5 separate regions of the Mus musculus genome follow, and regions 1, 2, 3 and 4 are each linked to region 5. The links are chromatin contacts, called in public HiChIP or PLAC-seq and promoter capture Hi-C maps. All regions are on one chromosome and are shown on one strand. Each heading gives the region's core, a stretch centred on a gene start, on an enhancer-like site or on the middle of the called end of the contact. The rest is flanking DNA. Distances are from core to core; before and after follow the strand shown. Region 1 holds the start of Cyb561d1 (cytochrome b-561 domain containing 1). Region 2 holds the start of Sort1 (sortilin 1). Region 3 holds the start of Psrc1 (proline/serine-rich coiled-coil 1). Region 4 holds the start of Alx3 (aristaless-like homeobox 3). Region 5 holds the start of Gstm7 (glutathione S-transferase, mu 7).

What was found. Promoter capture Hi-C pulls out the DNA fragments that hold promoters and counts their contacts. HiChIP or PLAC-seq counts read pairs in DNA pulled down with a chosen protein or histone mark. Capture Hi-C pulls out chosen DNA fragments and counts their contacts.
Region 1: a contact with region 5 is called in a promoter capture Hi-C map of hippocampal neurons, with 2.7 times the contacts expected there. The contact joins the promoter of Cyb561d1 here to the promoter of Gstm7 in region 5. A contact is called at or near these places in 12 of 39 promoter capture datasets (the 3T3-L1 cell line, the SN4741 cell line, cranial neural crest and 5 more), 3 of 115 datasets of contacts at active chromatin or transcription factors (bone marrow-derived macrophages, pancreatic cancer cells and stem cell-derived neural progenitor cells) and 3 of 9 other capture datasets (adipose tissue, liver and pancreatic islet).
Region 2: a contact with region 5 is called in an HNF4G HiChIP or PLAC-seq map of pancreatic cancer cells. The contact joins the promoter of Sort1 here to the promoter of Gstm7 in region 5. A contact is called at or near these places in 2 of 39 promoter capture datasets (hippocampal neurons and stem cell-derived epiblast-like cells), 1 of 115 datasets of contacts at active chromatin or transcription factors (pancreatic cancer cells) and 1 of 9 other capture datasets (adipose tissue).
Region 3: a contact with region 5 is called in a promoter capture Hi-C map of adipose tissue. The contact joins the promoter of Psrc1 here to the promoter of Gstm7 in region 5. A contact is called at or near these places in 4 of 39 promoter capture datasets (the C10 cell line, hippocampal neurons, pre-B cells and 1 more), 2 of 115 datasets of contacts at active chromatin or transcription factors (fetal liver and pancreatic cancer cells) and 1 of 9 other capture datasets (adipose tissue).
Region 4: a contact with region 5 is called in an H3K4me3 HiChIP or PLAC-seq map of bone marrow-derived macrophages, with 3 times the contacts expected there. The contact joins the promoter of Alx3 here to the promoter of Gstm7 in region 5. A contact is called at or near these places in 8 of 39 promoter capture datasets (the C10 cell line, the SN4741 cell line, cranial neural crest and 5 more), 3 of 15 datasets of contacts at CTCF or cohesin (the NIH/3T3 cell line, large pre-B cells and pro-B cells), 8 of 484 Hi-C or Micro-C datasets (B cells, Th1 cells, cerebral cortex and 4 more), 4 of 115 datasets of contacts at active chromatin or transcription factors (bone marrow-derived macrophages, embryonic forebrain, microglia and 1 more) and 2 of 9 other capture datasets (adipose tissue and pancreatic islet).

The regions. Positions count from the first base shown.
Region 1 is chr3:108,199,502-108,202,201 of GRCm38.p6, reverse strand. It overlaps Cyb561d1 (cytochrome b-561 domain containing 1), which reads left to right and starts at 1,368. Exons shown (of 3, transcript NM_001081320.2): 1 at 1,368-1,575; 2 at 2,040-2,077; 3 at 2,487-2,700. The coding sequence starts at 1,428.
Region 2 is chr3:108,282,732-108,285,431 of GRCm38.p6, reverse strand. It overlaps Sort1 (sortilin 1), which reads right to left and starts at 1,368. Exons shown (of 20, transcript NM_019972.3): 1 at 992-1,368. The coding sequence starts at 1,291.
Region 3 is chr3:108,382,484-108,385,183 of GRCm38.p6, reverse strand. Psrc1 (proline/serine-rich coiled-coil 1) reads right to left here and starts at 1,346. Exons shown (of 8, transcript NM_019976.3): 1 at 1,258-1,346; 2 at 899-948; 3 at 753-810; 4 at 1-214. The coding sequence starts at 917. Gm12522 (predicted gene 12522) reads left to right here and starts at 1,443. Exons shown (of 3, transcript NR_040560.1): 1 at 1,443-1,897; 2 at 2,388-2,700.
Region 4 is chr3:107,593,651-107,596,350 of GRCm38.p6, reverse strand. Alx3 (aristaless-like homeobox 3) reads right to left here and starts at 1,320. Exons shown (of 4, transcript NM_007441.3): 1 at 899-1,320. The coding sequence starts at 1,175.
Region 5 is chr3:107,930,414-107,933,113 of GRCm38.p6, reverse strand. Gstm7 (glutathione S-transferase, mu 7) reads left to right here and starts at 1,297. Exons shown (of 8, transcript NM_026672.3): 1 at 1,297-1,495; 2 at 1,724-1,799; 3 at 2,222-2,286; 4 at 2,560-2,641. The coding sequence starts at 1,460.

The sequences.
Region 1 (2,700 bases), core at 119-2,618, 270 kb before region 5:
GCTGCTAAGAAAATATAAAAACCAGAAACATAGAAAAGGATGGAAACTGATGTAGCCAAATGAGTGAGTGTCCTTACTCTCCGCAGCTCCAACCCGAGAGGCTGGGATGACAGGCAGTGTACACCCCAGCACACACACACTGCACACAGAAACCTGGAGCTGGCATCCCTGGGAATCTTCTCAGAGAGGATGATAAGGCATATGACGCTGAGTGAGCAGGCACCCCAGAGGCTTAAGAGCGACAACTATGGTTCCACTGGGAAAGAACTGAGAGGGAAGGGGTCTCACACCTGACGCCATCCTTGGGTTTTTGTCCTGAGGGTTTGTGGGAGTTAGCTTATGGCCCCTTTCTGGTTTTCTAGCTACTCTGGGCTTCCATCCCTCTACAAATGGCTGTTCTTGCCCTTCCCATGTCTTAAAACCAGCCTTAGTTCCTCAGCCATGCAGAGGTTGAGCTTGGCGATCACTGCTCTAGAAGTGCTGGACAGCTTTTTTTTTTTTTTTTTTTTTAATTATGGTGTCTGTGTGTGGGTATGCGCATGTGATGCCTGCGGAGGCGAGACGTGTGGGATCCCCCTGTAGCTAGTTACAGTCAGCTGTGAGCCCCCTGAGCAAGAGGAATATGCACTCTTAACCACAGAGCCATTTCCCTACCCACTGGACAGCTCATTCTGGTCTCTTCTGTGAGTTTGCCCTGAACGGAGTAAAGCTTCTCCCATATAGAACTCTTTAGGTTGGGTCATACCTTTTTGGAGGTAATAGTGTAGCAGAACTTGGGGTTGTGGAAAGCTCTGGTTCTACTGTGGCGGCAGCAAAGGCTGAAAGTGCCCCATGGATCTGGAATATTTTGAGGGGGCAGCGTGGGAGGGAGGGGATGGGGAGCAACTACGCCTGTAAGCAGGGATGATGAGATTGCTTCTTTTGGTTTTCATACCTGAAGTCATCAGATTAGATCACTAGGTTTTGGCTTTTCATTTATGTTAATACAGGGAGAAATCTTGTCTCTTGAACAAGCCAGAAATGTCTGAGAAGTAAGCAGTCCAGGGAATCCAGTACTTCTAGAAAGCTGCTCAGAACACTGGTTTCATGCTCTTGGGTCAGCGAATCAAGTGTGTGATTTGGGATTTCGCTGGTATCAGTTGCTACCGATGTAATTTTCGCAGACCTCTTGAGATACCCTTATAGACACAAAGATAGAATGAAGGTGGGTTGGGAGCTCGATTAGGTCAGTGGAGGTTTCCGGGAGCCGCCCTTTGGGGCCGAGGCGCTTCCCCCCCACTCTACAGAGGGCGCTGTGGGCACCTCCGCCACACGGCCCCGCAGCTTCCCCGGGGAGGAGCCTCTCCTGTAGCCGCCGCCGCCTCCGCGATAGCAAACCCGGAAGAAGCCTCTGGTAGCTGGATTGTGCCGGCCGGCCTGGCACTGCTATGCATTCCATGGAGGTAGGTCTGGTTCCCGCTCCAGCGAGGGAGCCGAGACTGACCCGCTGGCTGCGGAGAGGCAGTGGGATCTTGGCGCACCTGATAGCTTTGGGCTTCACCATCTTTCTGACTGTGCTGTCCCGGCCCGGAACCAGTGAGTGTGCGAGGCGAGGTGGGGCGGGGCCAAAGAAGGGGCGGAGCCTAGGCGCTGGAGGGGCCGCTTTGGGCGCACTGGGAGACTGGAAACCTGGACCCTCAGCTGAGGAGGGGCGGGTCCGGGAGTGGTTGTAAAAGCGTAGTAGGCGGGTTCCCGGAAGTCCAGGGAGGGTGGGGCTTGAAAAGACAGAACTGATACTTCCTTAGGAGGCCCTACATGGAAAAGCGTTAGAGGGTCCTGGGCAGGCTAAGGTACTCTAGGGACTGGGCTGCAGCAAGTGCAATCCCCAGGCCAAGGGGGTGTAAGGGCCCCTTGACTCCTCCCTTTGTGGTGAGCTCCTGATTCTTGTTTAGGTTTAAGATGATATGCTGACCTTGTGGCCCGGTCTTTGTCATTTACAAACCACGGGACAGTATCAGTGAAGCCCAGCCGTCAGCCTATTCTCTTTGATTCTTACTTAGGTCTTTTCTCCTGGCACCCTGTGTTCATGGCCTTGGCGGTGAGTTCGGATATTCTTAGATTAACTCTTGGGGAGACATTCAGTTTTTCAGCCTAAGGGTCAGAGAGATGGGTTTAAAGAGGGCTTCATCTTTCCCTAAAACCTATAGGATTGGGGAAAGTGGAGTAAAGTGTCAGGTGGCTGAGAAGGTCAGGGAAAGGGGGAACAGAAGATATTTCTCCTCTAGTGCCTAAAAGGAAGACGCAAGAAGGATGTTTATCAAGGCTTTGTCCTCAGAACTCAGTAGAAAGTTCTCAGTAGAATGTTTGCTGTTCTGTGGTCCAGAAAGGATGTGTGTGAGGCTGCAAGTCCTTAGCTTCCCCGTGTCCTTCTGAATGTGTGAGAAGACCTCCTTTTCCTTGCGCTCCATGTAGACTAGAGGCTCACTGGCCTTTCCTTATGATTACAGTTCTGTCTCTGCATGGCTGAAGCTATTCTACTCTTCTCACCTGAGCACTCCCTGTTCTTCTTCTGCTCTCGAAAAACCCGGATTCGACTCCACTGGGCAGGGCAGACCATGGCCATCCTCTGTGCTGTCCTAGGCTTGGGCTTCATCATTTCCAGCAAGATCCGAAGTGAGATGTCCCATTTGGTGTCCTGGCACAGCTGGATAGGAGCCTTGA
Region 2 (2,700 bases), core at 119-2,618, 350 kb before region 5:
AGATGACAGGATCTCAGCTGGCTGCGGGTCACACACAGAAGCCAATACCAGTTCTTGTGCAAAAAGAGTCTCCTAATAGGTCAACTTACAAGGAAACAAAGCACACTGGAGCCAATCTCCAGAATGGGTCTGGAGCAAAGGGATTTAAAGATCCTGTAGTATGCAGAAAGAGGGGGCTGACTGGTTACAAACCAGACTCTTGTTTGGGACAGTTGGCCACTCTGTAAAGCCATTTAATGGAACTTCTGGATGATCCGAGCTGTTCTGCAATTGCTTCTAATCTAGGTCCTAGAGGCCGTTTTCTGTTCTCTGGGTTCTGCACACAGGAATTTGGTTCGGAATACCTCTCAAGGTCGTTTTGGGTCAGGTTAGAGGGTTCTGAGCCTGCATCCTGAGGAAACATCTTGAATCAGTTTTTTGTTTGCTTGTTTTTGTTTTTAATTTTAGGGAGCAGGGGAGATATCATTTCACGGTTGGGTTTCAATGTCATTTTCATTTCCATGAGTGTTCCTTTAACTATGGAAACACAAGCCATGACCTAACAACTGCTGTGGGATTTCTGGACGTCAACCTCAAAAGTACCGACCCAGGGAGGGCACACCTCTGCTTCTGGGCTGTCCAACTTCTGCGATCACTCAAGGGGTAATTATGCCTCCAGCTTCCTGGTAGGTACCAGCGTTGGTGGACCCGGCGTTCTATATTCGGGGTGGGGGTTGGGGGGGGGGGGGGATGACCGGGAGATTCTGACAACTTAAGAAGCAGAAGCAAAGAATGCAGCGAGTCAAAGTCTCGGATTGCCTCGGCTATGACGACACACAGCCCCACGGGCCGCAGCCACCCCGGCCCCCGCCGCCCCCGCGCCTCGCCGCCCTCCGCAACCGGGGTCTCGCGCTAGCCTCGAAGCGTGCAATGGGAGCGGAGCGGCCGCCTGGGGCCGCGGGCCCGGAGGGGCGACCCAACCGGGGCGGGCGCCCGGGCCTCGCGCGCTCACCTGGTGCGTATTGTTGGTCAGCTTGGCGATGAAGTCCGGGAGGCGGCCGCAGTCTTGGTCCTCGGCGGGCGCGCCGCGGCGCCAACGGCCAGCGCGGGGGACGGGGCCCCCGGGCGCGGCGGCGCGCAGCCCCCAGCTCACCCCGACCGGACCGGCCCAGCGCAGCAGAGGAGGCGCGGGCGGCGGCGGCGCGTCCAGCCGGTCCTGGCCGACGGCGGCAGGAGGCAGCAGTTGAAGGAGCAGGAGGAGGCCGAGGGGCCAGCGCAAAAGGCCGTCCGCAGCTCCCCGGGGCCGCTCCATCGCTGCCGAATGCAGACGCCGCTGACACCTGCCACCCGGCGCGCCCGCCCACCCCCGCCGGCGCTGCGCCACACCCCCGAGCTCGGCCCCGCGCTGCTTGGATACGCGCAGCCGGGCCTCTCCTCCCCAATAGGCTGGCCGCCTGTCCTTCTTTCCCGGCCCACTCCTCATTGGCTCGCGTCGCCTCCGGCTTCGGGGGTCCTGGATTCGGATGCCAAGATGCGGGACTGATTGGCTGGAACGTGGCAGGGACGGCTGAGGTCATTCTCCACCGTCGCTCGGCGTCTGCGGGCTGGGCTCCCGGAGTTGGCCTAGGGGTTACCCCTCTCCCCTCCCCGCTCAGCCTGCAGGTTGGCGGCGCTTCCGGAGACCCTCGGGTTAGGGTTGGGTCACGTTGCCGCCTTCTCCACCCTCCTCCCAACCCCCCTCCAAACGCTCCTAAAAATTTCCTTCGGTGGAAACCGCGCCTGGGAAAGCCAGGGAATCCCTGAACTACTACTCTCAGTTGGAAAAGGGGCTCCGACATAAACTGGTACATTAGGATTTTAACCCCGGCTCGCTGGCTCGCCCATTGTCTGCTGAAGGAGCCAAGAAGGTGAATGCGAAAATCCTATGGGGCAGATGAACATCATTACACCCGTGTCTCATGGAAGCCGCAGAAGTCTTTCCAACATGTTTGGCCTCAGTCACCTTCCTCATCTGCAGGGAGGTAGTCAAGAGGCGAAAGTACTTTTTGGCTTCTGCGGACTTGGAAATGTAGGTAGCTTTGCCACCAAGTGTAGGTATACGGGAAGAGAATTGCCTAAAGCCCACTTTATATATTATCATTTTAGTACAGTCACATTCTGATTTTAGTTACCTAAAGCACCCTTAGCCCTGCAGTAAGTGCATCACACCAATTCCCTCACTGAATATGATGCCTCCTAAATGAATACCCACCTCCAGCAAATAACCTCCCCACTGTTCCCTACACCGCAGAAGCTGCTCACACAACTTTTAGAACATGCAGTGCTGGTAAAACCAGTTCTAAATCCTTAACTTCACTCCACCTCTTCCCAACATTTCAAGTTGTTCAGTCGGAACTCAGGAAGCCAGATAAAAAGATACAAAGTATGCAAAATGTTATACCAGAGTGGAAGCCATTGGAAGTTACTTTTAACTTTAACAGTAAACTCAAACGGCAGGCCTACCCGAGTATGCACACGGAATAGTACAAACAAAACTATTTACGTACTCGGGAGTTTTTCCTCTCCCCAAAACCACAGTAAGAAGGGAGCTGTGAAGCTCTGGAAAGCGGAACAGGATGGCAAATCAACAGAAAAGCCCTCCAGTTTCTGAGCCACTGAACAAGATAAAAACTGATGAGTGTGTTTTCTTTCCAGAAATATAAACGCCACATTATTTATTTT
Region 3 (2,700 bases), core at 97-2,596, 450 kb before region 5:
CTCCCGATCTTTCAGGGCACACTCCTCCAGCTGAGCCGCCAGGCGGTTGGCTTCATCAAGAATCTCTTCCAGCTTCTCTGGGCTGAGCGGGCCCAAGCTAAACCGCACACCCTGGAGGGCGGGAGCTACTTCATTTGGGTTACTCCGATGGGCGAGGCCCCGTCGAAGTGGTTTCTCTGGACTCACTAATACTGTTATGTCTTCTTCCTCATGACTGAAAAACAAATATGGCACCATGCTGGACAACAGCTAGCAGAAGGCATTCCTGTCGGCGAGTCGGGGACAATCCCCAACCCTGACTCCATTTTGGCCATGAGAACTGCTTTTAGGTGAGGAAAACTTAGTTCTACTCCCATTTTCTGAGACAATGTCTCAACTCTATAGCACAGAATGATCTCAAATTCAAAATCCCTCCTGCCTTCTCTCTCTCTCTCTCTGTCTCTCTTTCCCTCTCTCCCTCCCCCTCTCTGCACTCTAGTCTATCCTAGGAGTGTGGGGGTGGTTTGCAGGGCATGCCTCAACATGCCCAGGGACATTCATCTTTCATTTACATTTACCCCTAAATTTCCCTACAGCTTCTCTGTTCTCACCAGCATGTGTTCTAGAGGCCCAATTCTACCAGACTACTGCCATCAGAGGGTACCATACTCTGCTAGATTACCAACCACGGTTCTAGAGGCCCATAAGTTAGCAGTAAAGGGTTACAGATGTATTGCCGGAGGAAAATAATAAATGGATAAATAGGCTGGTACCTGTCAGATGGAGACAGCCCTCCGAAGTCCAAGGTCTCGTCCACAATGAACTTGATATCTGAAGGGATGAGAAGAATAAATGCCAGCTATCAGTTCTTGACAGACAGACTCTCAGGGGCCCGTTCCTCCCTCCATGGCTTCCTTACCCTCTTTCAGATCCTCCATGCTCAGCCAGCATAAGCGAGTCGGCTTAGACCTGAAAGAAAACATGCCTACCTCAGGTGTCTATCATCCTGCCTTAGGGCCCCATCAAGACTCGGAGTGCATTAGCTGGGGTGAAGAGGCATGGTGGTGGTAAAGCAGGATCAGCACGTGTCCCTGAAACTAGTCCGTTATATTAGGGAAAGGTGCAGAAAGCTCGACACCTGATGTGCAATCCGCCAACTTGCGCCCTGGCCTCTCCTCAGTCGGTCAGTCTTCACCTCCATCCTTACTATTATCCGAAATTTCGCTCCCCCCCTACCCCACCCATTTTCCACTCCGCGGCACCACATCCCCGCCACACCTCCAGCGCACACTCGGTTTCCACTCCCCACCTCGCTTCACAGTCTACGCAGGAAGCTTTTCTTCTACAATCTCCCAGTTCCCGGGAAAGGGCTCCCGAGGGGCGGAGCTTCGTTCGAATTTCTTAGGCTCCACCCAGTCCCGCCACAAACGCACAGCGATTGGTGAGTCCAAGGGGGCAGGGCTGAGTCGGGAGCAGTCGGGATGTCAGCCGGAGAAGATTGTCCCTTGGACCAAAGGGCACTTCCCAAAAAGGGTAGGGGGCTACAGCGGAACGGCGGGAGGAGCCGTGAGTGCGCGGTGGCGTGTACCGGAGCGCCTCCTTCTAACCGCGAGTCAGACAAGGGGAGAACTGTCGAACCAATGTAGGCTTGGAGCCCCGCCTCTTCCCCCACCTCCTGGATTCCAGCATCTGAGACTGGGTTTCCTTGCTGGGTTTCTCGCGTACTTGCAGAGACCACCAAATAGACCATCTCTCCAGCACTGGAGCCACAAGATTTCTTCATTTAGCATAAGGCCACTTCTCTGAGATATCTGGCATTTTTTTCTTCCTGCTTCAACCCCAACCCCCAAACGATGAGTATGAGCAGCTATTTAAGAGTTTAAATAAATAACAAAGAAGTCATTCTTCCAGGCAAACAGTAAGTAGTAATAATAATAAAAGATGTCAGAGCTGTGCTCCCTAAGTGCAAAAGGATTACCTATTGCTAAAGATCTTGTTCGTGTGAAGAATTTATTTCTTCGCCAGGATGCTGGAGATGTGTGCACTTTAATGGTGGGCCTGTAAAAGTTCAGCAAATAGCATGGTCTGGCGCATCCTTAGAGCACAGTCACTACCACCTTCTACCCTAGGCTTGCTTCAGGTTGGAAAGAAGCCTTTGCTGTTGTGAATGTTGTTGACTGGCTATGACCAGACCACTCCTCTCCATTCACTGATACACACACACACACACACACACACACCATCTGTTTCTTTTCCCTTTGTTTTTTGCTATTTTCTGAGACAGAGACTAGTGTAGCTCATGCTGGCCTTTGAATTCACCATATAGCCAAGGATGACCTTGAAGTCCCGACCCTCCTGCCCCTACCTCCCAAGTGCTGGGACTAAAGGCCTGTGCCACTCTACTCTAGGACCATCCTCTGAGACATCTGCAAACATCTGCAAGCATCTTCAGGAGTTCTGTTGCGCCTGCTTCGGAAAGACCATCACAGCTGGGCCTGTGGACGGTTTACCTTCCGTCATAGAAGGAGGAGGTGGGACAGAAGGTCACGGGACCTTCACCTGAGTATGCAGCCGTCCCTCTCAACCAGCTGTATGCAATTCTGTCCTAACTGCAGATGGTTTGGGGGAAGGGGCTAGAGGATAGAAGTGGGAAGAGGCAAGGGGAAGTCTCCTTAGGGAAGTCACCAGAGCTGCTTCAAGGTCATCCGTGCCTACACCCCT
Region 4 (2,700 bases), core at 71-2,570, 340 kb after region 5:
CACTCGTGGGTCAGCGAGTACAGTGGGCGGCAAAAGAGTCTTGGCAGGCCCTGCCACTCAGGCGCATTCTCAGATAATGGTACGGTCCGACCCGCCTTAGCACACAGGGCACGGTCCCCGGAGTGGGATGCGCCCTGGGATTTAGGATAGTTCGGGACCGCTTCCGACGGCTCAGCGGTGATGATTCGGTGCCGAGATGCCAACTGCAAGAAGGGTAGCCATCCCCGTGGCGACGGGGAGGCCAAGTTAATCTGAGAAACAAGAACATAGTTATTTGATCTTGAAGACAGTCCCAGTTCTGAGGGGGAGCAGCCACCGCCACTCTGCGGAGCGACTTAACGGCATCAGAAAACCTTTTCCTGCAGAGGCTGGGCCCGAGGATGAGAGCTGGGTAAGTCCAGGACACAGCCTTTCCCTCGCTGAGTCCAGTTTGGCCACTAAGTCGAGGCCCAGCCTCTACGCCCTCAGCGGGCGCCATGCACAAAAGCAGAACTCTTCTCTCCCAGCTTTGGGGCCCAGTTAGGCTCCGGGGCCCTCCACCCAGTCCCCTCTTCTGGGTCGGTGGCAGAGAGGCTCGGCTCCGGATGAGCGCGATCTCTCCTCCCAGGTTCAATCACCTTGGGGGTCGGAATGGGCCCAAGATCGTCCCTACTCCACCCTCCTTTGACCTCCCGCCTCCCATTGCCTCTGCCGGCCGGGGACACAGGCGATTCTGCGGTCCCCAATGCCCTGGCCTTGTCCGGCCAGGCCAGCAGCGATCTAGCGAGGGAATCGTGGAAAATGCGAGACGTACCCAAAGTTAAGAAGCAAGAAAGCGGGAGAGTCGGGGAGACCAGGAAGGGCTGGGGATAAGAACGACATGGGGTTCCACCACCACCCCCGACCCCCGGCGTGTTACCTTCCGCGGAGCCCTCGTAGAAGTGGCCGCCGTTGAGCACCGGGCCTGGCCCGAGGTCCTGCAGGTACTTGGCGGGCGGCTTGGCGGGCTCTGGGAGGTAGGGTTCCAGGGGCCCACAGGCCGGGAAGCGGCTCAGGCGCGGACCGCGGGGTGGCGCGGGGTGCAGGTGAGGCGCAGCATCGGGAGTCCCCTGGGGACCCGGAGCCTCGTCCCCCGCGGCCGCGTAAGGACCGGCCGCCGGCCCCACGGAGAAAGGCGCGCAGCGCTCGGGGTCCATGCCGGCTCGGGCTCACAGGCCGCCGGAGCTCCGGGGCTCCCGCTAACCCGCGCGGCCTGTGAGCCAAGGGGGAGGGACCTGGGCTCGGGGGCGCGGAGCCCCCGGGAGCGGCGCGCGCCGCGGGGGGTGGGGGGCAGGAGAGGGGGCCGCGCCTCTGACTTAATGCTGGAACCATCCACGTCACGTGCGGCCCCGTGCGGGTTAACCCCTCGGAGCCCAGGAACACCCCCACCCCACCCCATTCACCCCGAGTCTGGTATCACAAGCAGTTGGAAGAGAAGAGAGGGAAGCTGCTTCCTTTCGAGGGCAGGATCCCTTTTGTCTAGCAGTCGGGTGAGTCCTTGGCTCTGAGCTGCACCCTCAAGTCCTGATATCCATCTTAGTGGCTCTTGGCCCTGGGGAGGTGAAACGGTGAGGGCAGACATCCTCCCCACCCCCGCACCCTCCCCCATCCCTCCTCCAACATTCTCTTTGAGGCCTGATCTGACATCAGTCTGAGAAGAGAGGCCTCTACTGTGGTAGAGTTTCCCCTTCACCTTGCTCGGTTTATTTTTGCTGGTAGCTGGAAAAAAGCAAGGGCATCTCCCTTAGACACTTGTTTTGCCTGGACATCCTAGAGACTGGATGCTGTGGAAACAGCAGGGGGCTTGGGAGCTTGGGCCTCAATACTGTCATTGATTATCTGTGATTTGAACCTCTCACTTAGCGTTTTCAGCTGACTGTGGTCCATCTACATTTGGTGGTGAGTTCCAAAGCCCAGGCAGGCCAAAACAGACAGAGAGATCTCTAGGTTTCACAGTGGTCTGCCCAGGTAGCTTTTTGGGTCAGCTATGGAAGAGCAGAAGGGTCATTGTCCTTCTGAGCAGCATAAACTGAATGTCACTCAGATCCACTGCAAATTAACTGCTTCAGGCTTGCTATTTTAGACATAGCGAGGGTAGGATTGCATCTCCCAAAGGTGAGTCTCCTCGACCCAAAGGAAGCCTAGGATTAGGGTATAGCTTAGCCTTTCTGAAACTGAATAATCCTTACTGTGCCTAAGATCTGGGAAGAAATACCAGAGGTCCTTTGGACCCGAGCTTAAAGATCCCTTAGGTCCGGGTTAAAACATTTATATTTTTAGGACCCCTGGAGATTAGCGAGAGGGGCAGGGAGTCAAACATCATTTGTATTCTATTTGAATTCTCATTTTTAAAAGGAATCTAAGAGGCCTGGTGTGAACACCTCCCTCTTCCGTTGGAGGCTTAGAGGAGGTTTCTTGGCTGTCCTCAGCCAGAGTTGGGCTGTAAATCAAGGCCAAACAGGAACCAGAAGCCTTGCATCTCACAAGGAGTCATTAAGCCATTATTAAACATACCGTAACTTTTCTGAAGCCTTATTGGCTTAAACACCACATTGGAGGCATTATGGCCATTAGGGCCCCTAATCACAGACTGCAGGCTAGGCAGAGATGGGAGCACCTGGGGCTGATATTTCCAGCTAGAGAAGCCTGGCTTAAAATGAGGTTTTCCCCTCTGCCTCTACC
Region 5 (2,700 bases), core at 48-2,547:
TTCACTATTGCCTCTAAGGACTGTCTGGAGACCCTAATAGAGCCTGGTTCACAGGGGTCCAAGCGGACTAAGAAGGACACCTCCCAGTGCAGGCAGCCTTCACCGGGTCTCTAGAACATGAAGGGTACCTTGTGGCTGGAAACTTGCCCACCCCACAATGTCACTGAGATCAGACATTAATAAAAGTTGGTCGAAAAAAATCAGAGCAATGCTATCTCAAACTAAGGCAGGTTTCCTCACCCTCAGCTACATTTTAACACAACCAAATGAAACCAACATAAACATAAAACGTGTTTAAAAGAGTTGAGATCTGAGTGAGTTGGCGGTGCTTCCTAAAAGAGACAGGTGTGGCACTCCATGTCCTTAATCTTAGCACTCGGGAGCTGAGACAGGAGAACTGAGCCTAATCCAAGACCAGCCTGGGTTACACAGGGTCCCAAGGCCAACCTCTAAAGCCATCGCAAAAGAGAAAAGGATAAAAAAGAAACATAAGACAAAGAACACTTGTTCCTCGGGAATTGGGCACAAGGCTTTCAAGGCTCTGTAAAGAGAAACATGTTCCGTCAATTGTCAGAAGTCACAGGTCCAAGTGCAAGCCTGGCCAGGAAGCAGCACGGCAGAGGTGATTATCAATCACAGCTACTCCAGGGTCTCACGCATCCCCGGCATGGTGTTAGTGGGAAAGAAAATGAAATGACTCTTGGTTATAAGATTTTGTACTCATGCTGGAAAGAGTCAAAGGTAGGGGGTGGGAAGATCAGGAGAGAGGGAAAGGCAAGCCAAGGAAGGCGGAGTTTAGCGGAGGGCACCCGAACAAGGAAGCAGCTACAGTATACAGGTGATTAAGTGGGCACTCATTTCTTTTGTGAATTTTTTCAAAGATTAATGTTATATCAGAATAAAAAACAGAAAAAAAACTCCAGATACATCATTTACTATGTGATCCAGGACACACACACACACACACTTAAATGAAATAAATTTCATCAGAAAAATTTGTTTTGCATTCATGAATATATTTGTATTATCATGTTTTCCAGTTCTTCGTTCTTTAAGTATTCACAGTATAAAAGATAATTTTGCCCTCAGGACACAGTTGTCAAGGTCCTAGGCCTTCCGAACTGTCACCACTGGGGAATGCTGCTGCCATCTAGACTAGAGGGTAGAAAATAGCAGTCCTACAGCGGAAACCCAGCACCACCAATAAGAAGCTAGCAAACCCAGCCCCGCCTTTCGCTCTTGGCACTCAGCCAAGCCACCACCATAACAATGGAGCTCAGGCAGCCTTGGCTCTGGGGGCGGCCCTGGCCTTGTTCCTGGATGCCGGTATTGGCTGGAACTGGGAGGTGGGGAAGGGCAGTCTGAAGACCTGACAAAGCGAAGCCAATCCGTTTCTGGCAGCTCTCTGAACAGCCAAGGCTAGATTGACACTGAGCCTGTCCGTTCAGACCTCGGCACCATGCCCATGACACTGGGTTACTGGGACATCCGTGGGGTGAGAGAGGGGTCCGAATGCAGAGTAGGACTTGGAGGAGGGACAAGGATCCGTGCAGTCAATGGAGGCATGCTCTTGCAGCTGTGTATGTGTGTGTGTGTGTGTGTGTGTGTGTGTGTGTGTGTGTGTGTGTGTTCTGGTCCATCCATGGACATAGTGAAACTAGGTCAGAGAATGAGGACTCGTGTAGAAGGGGTAAAGAATTTTACCATCTCTTGTCTCTTACAGCTAGCCCATGCCATTCGCCTGTTCCTGGAATACACAGACTCAAGCTATGAGGAGAAGAGATACACCATGGGTGATGGTGACTGCATCCTTTCTAGTCAGATCCCTGCCCAACTCCTGTCCATTGTTGCCCAGCAACCAACCTCATCACTCAGCTCTGACACTTTTTTGTTGGAGCTGTAACATGCCCCTTCCAAAACCCTTGATGGTGTGGTTTGATTTGCCAATGGAAGATGCTAAGGAAAGATTTGAGTGTACTCTGTATTTATAACTGGGCTCCATTCTTCTAGCAATTGGCTAAATCTTTCACAAGCTTTAGCGATGAAGAAGCTCACAGCCCTTACAAACATCTTCATCCTTGCAAGCTTGCAGTATGACTTTGTGAGTCAGCTTGCAGGTCCACTGCTTTGGAGAGTCTTGTCTCTGACCCCTTGGGAAAATCTTGGGAAAGGGGTTTGAACACATGGGTCCTTTGATTTCATATTATCTTGTCCACCACAGCTCCTGACTATGACCAAAGCCAGTGGCTGAATGAGAAATTCAAGCTGGGCCTGGACTTTCCTAACGTAAGTACAGGAGAGGGGAGGTGTGGAGATGGTGGTGGTGTCCCTGTTTATACAGATGGGATCAGTCCTTTGGCTTTCATCTTCGCATTCCTGGTTGTCCACACCATCTTTCTGTGATGGGCTGTATCCCAGCTCTCTGTTCAGTGAGCAGCATTTTCATAGAAGGTTTTCCATGGCAGGCACACTGAGTGCCAGGCCTCGTGTCTGTCCTCACCCAAGGAAGGGATTCTGGGATTTCATATCCCATCTGACTCTCCATGCTTGTCCATTCAGCTGCCCTACTTGATCGATGGGTCACACAAGATCACGCAGAGCAATGCCATCCTGCGCTACCTTGGCCGCAAGCACAACCTGTGTGAGTGGGGCCGGCTGCAGGGGTGGGGACCGATGGCCACCAGCTGGGCTTGGCCAGGG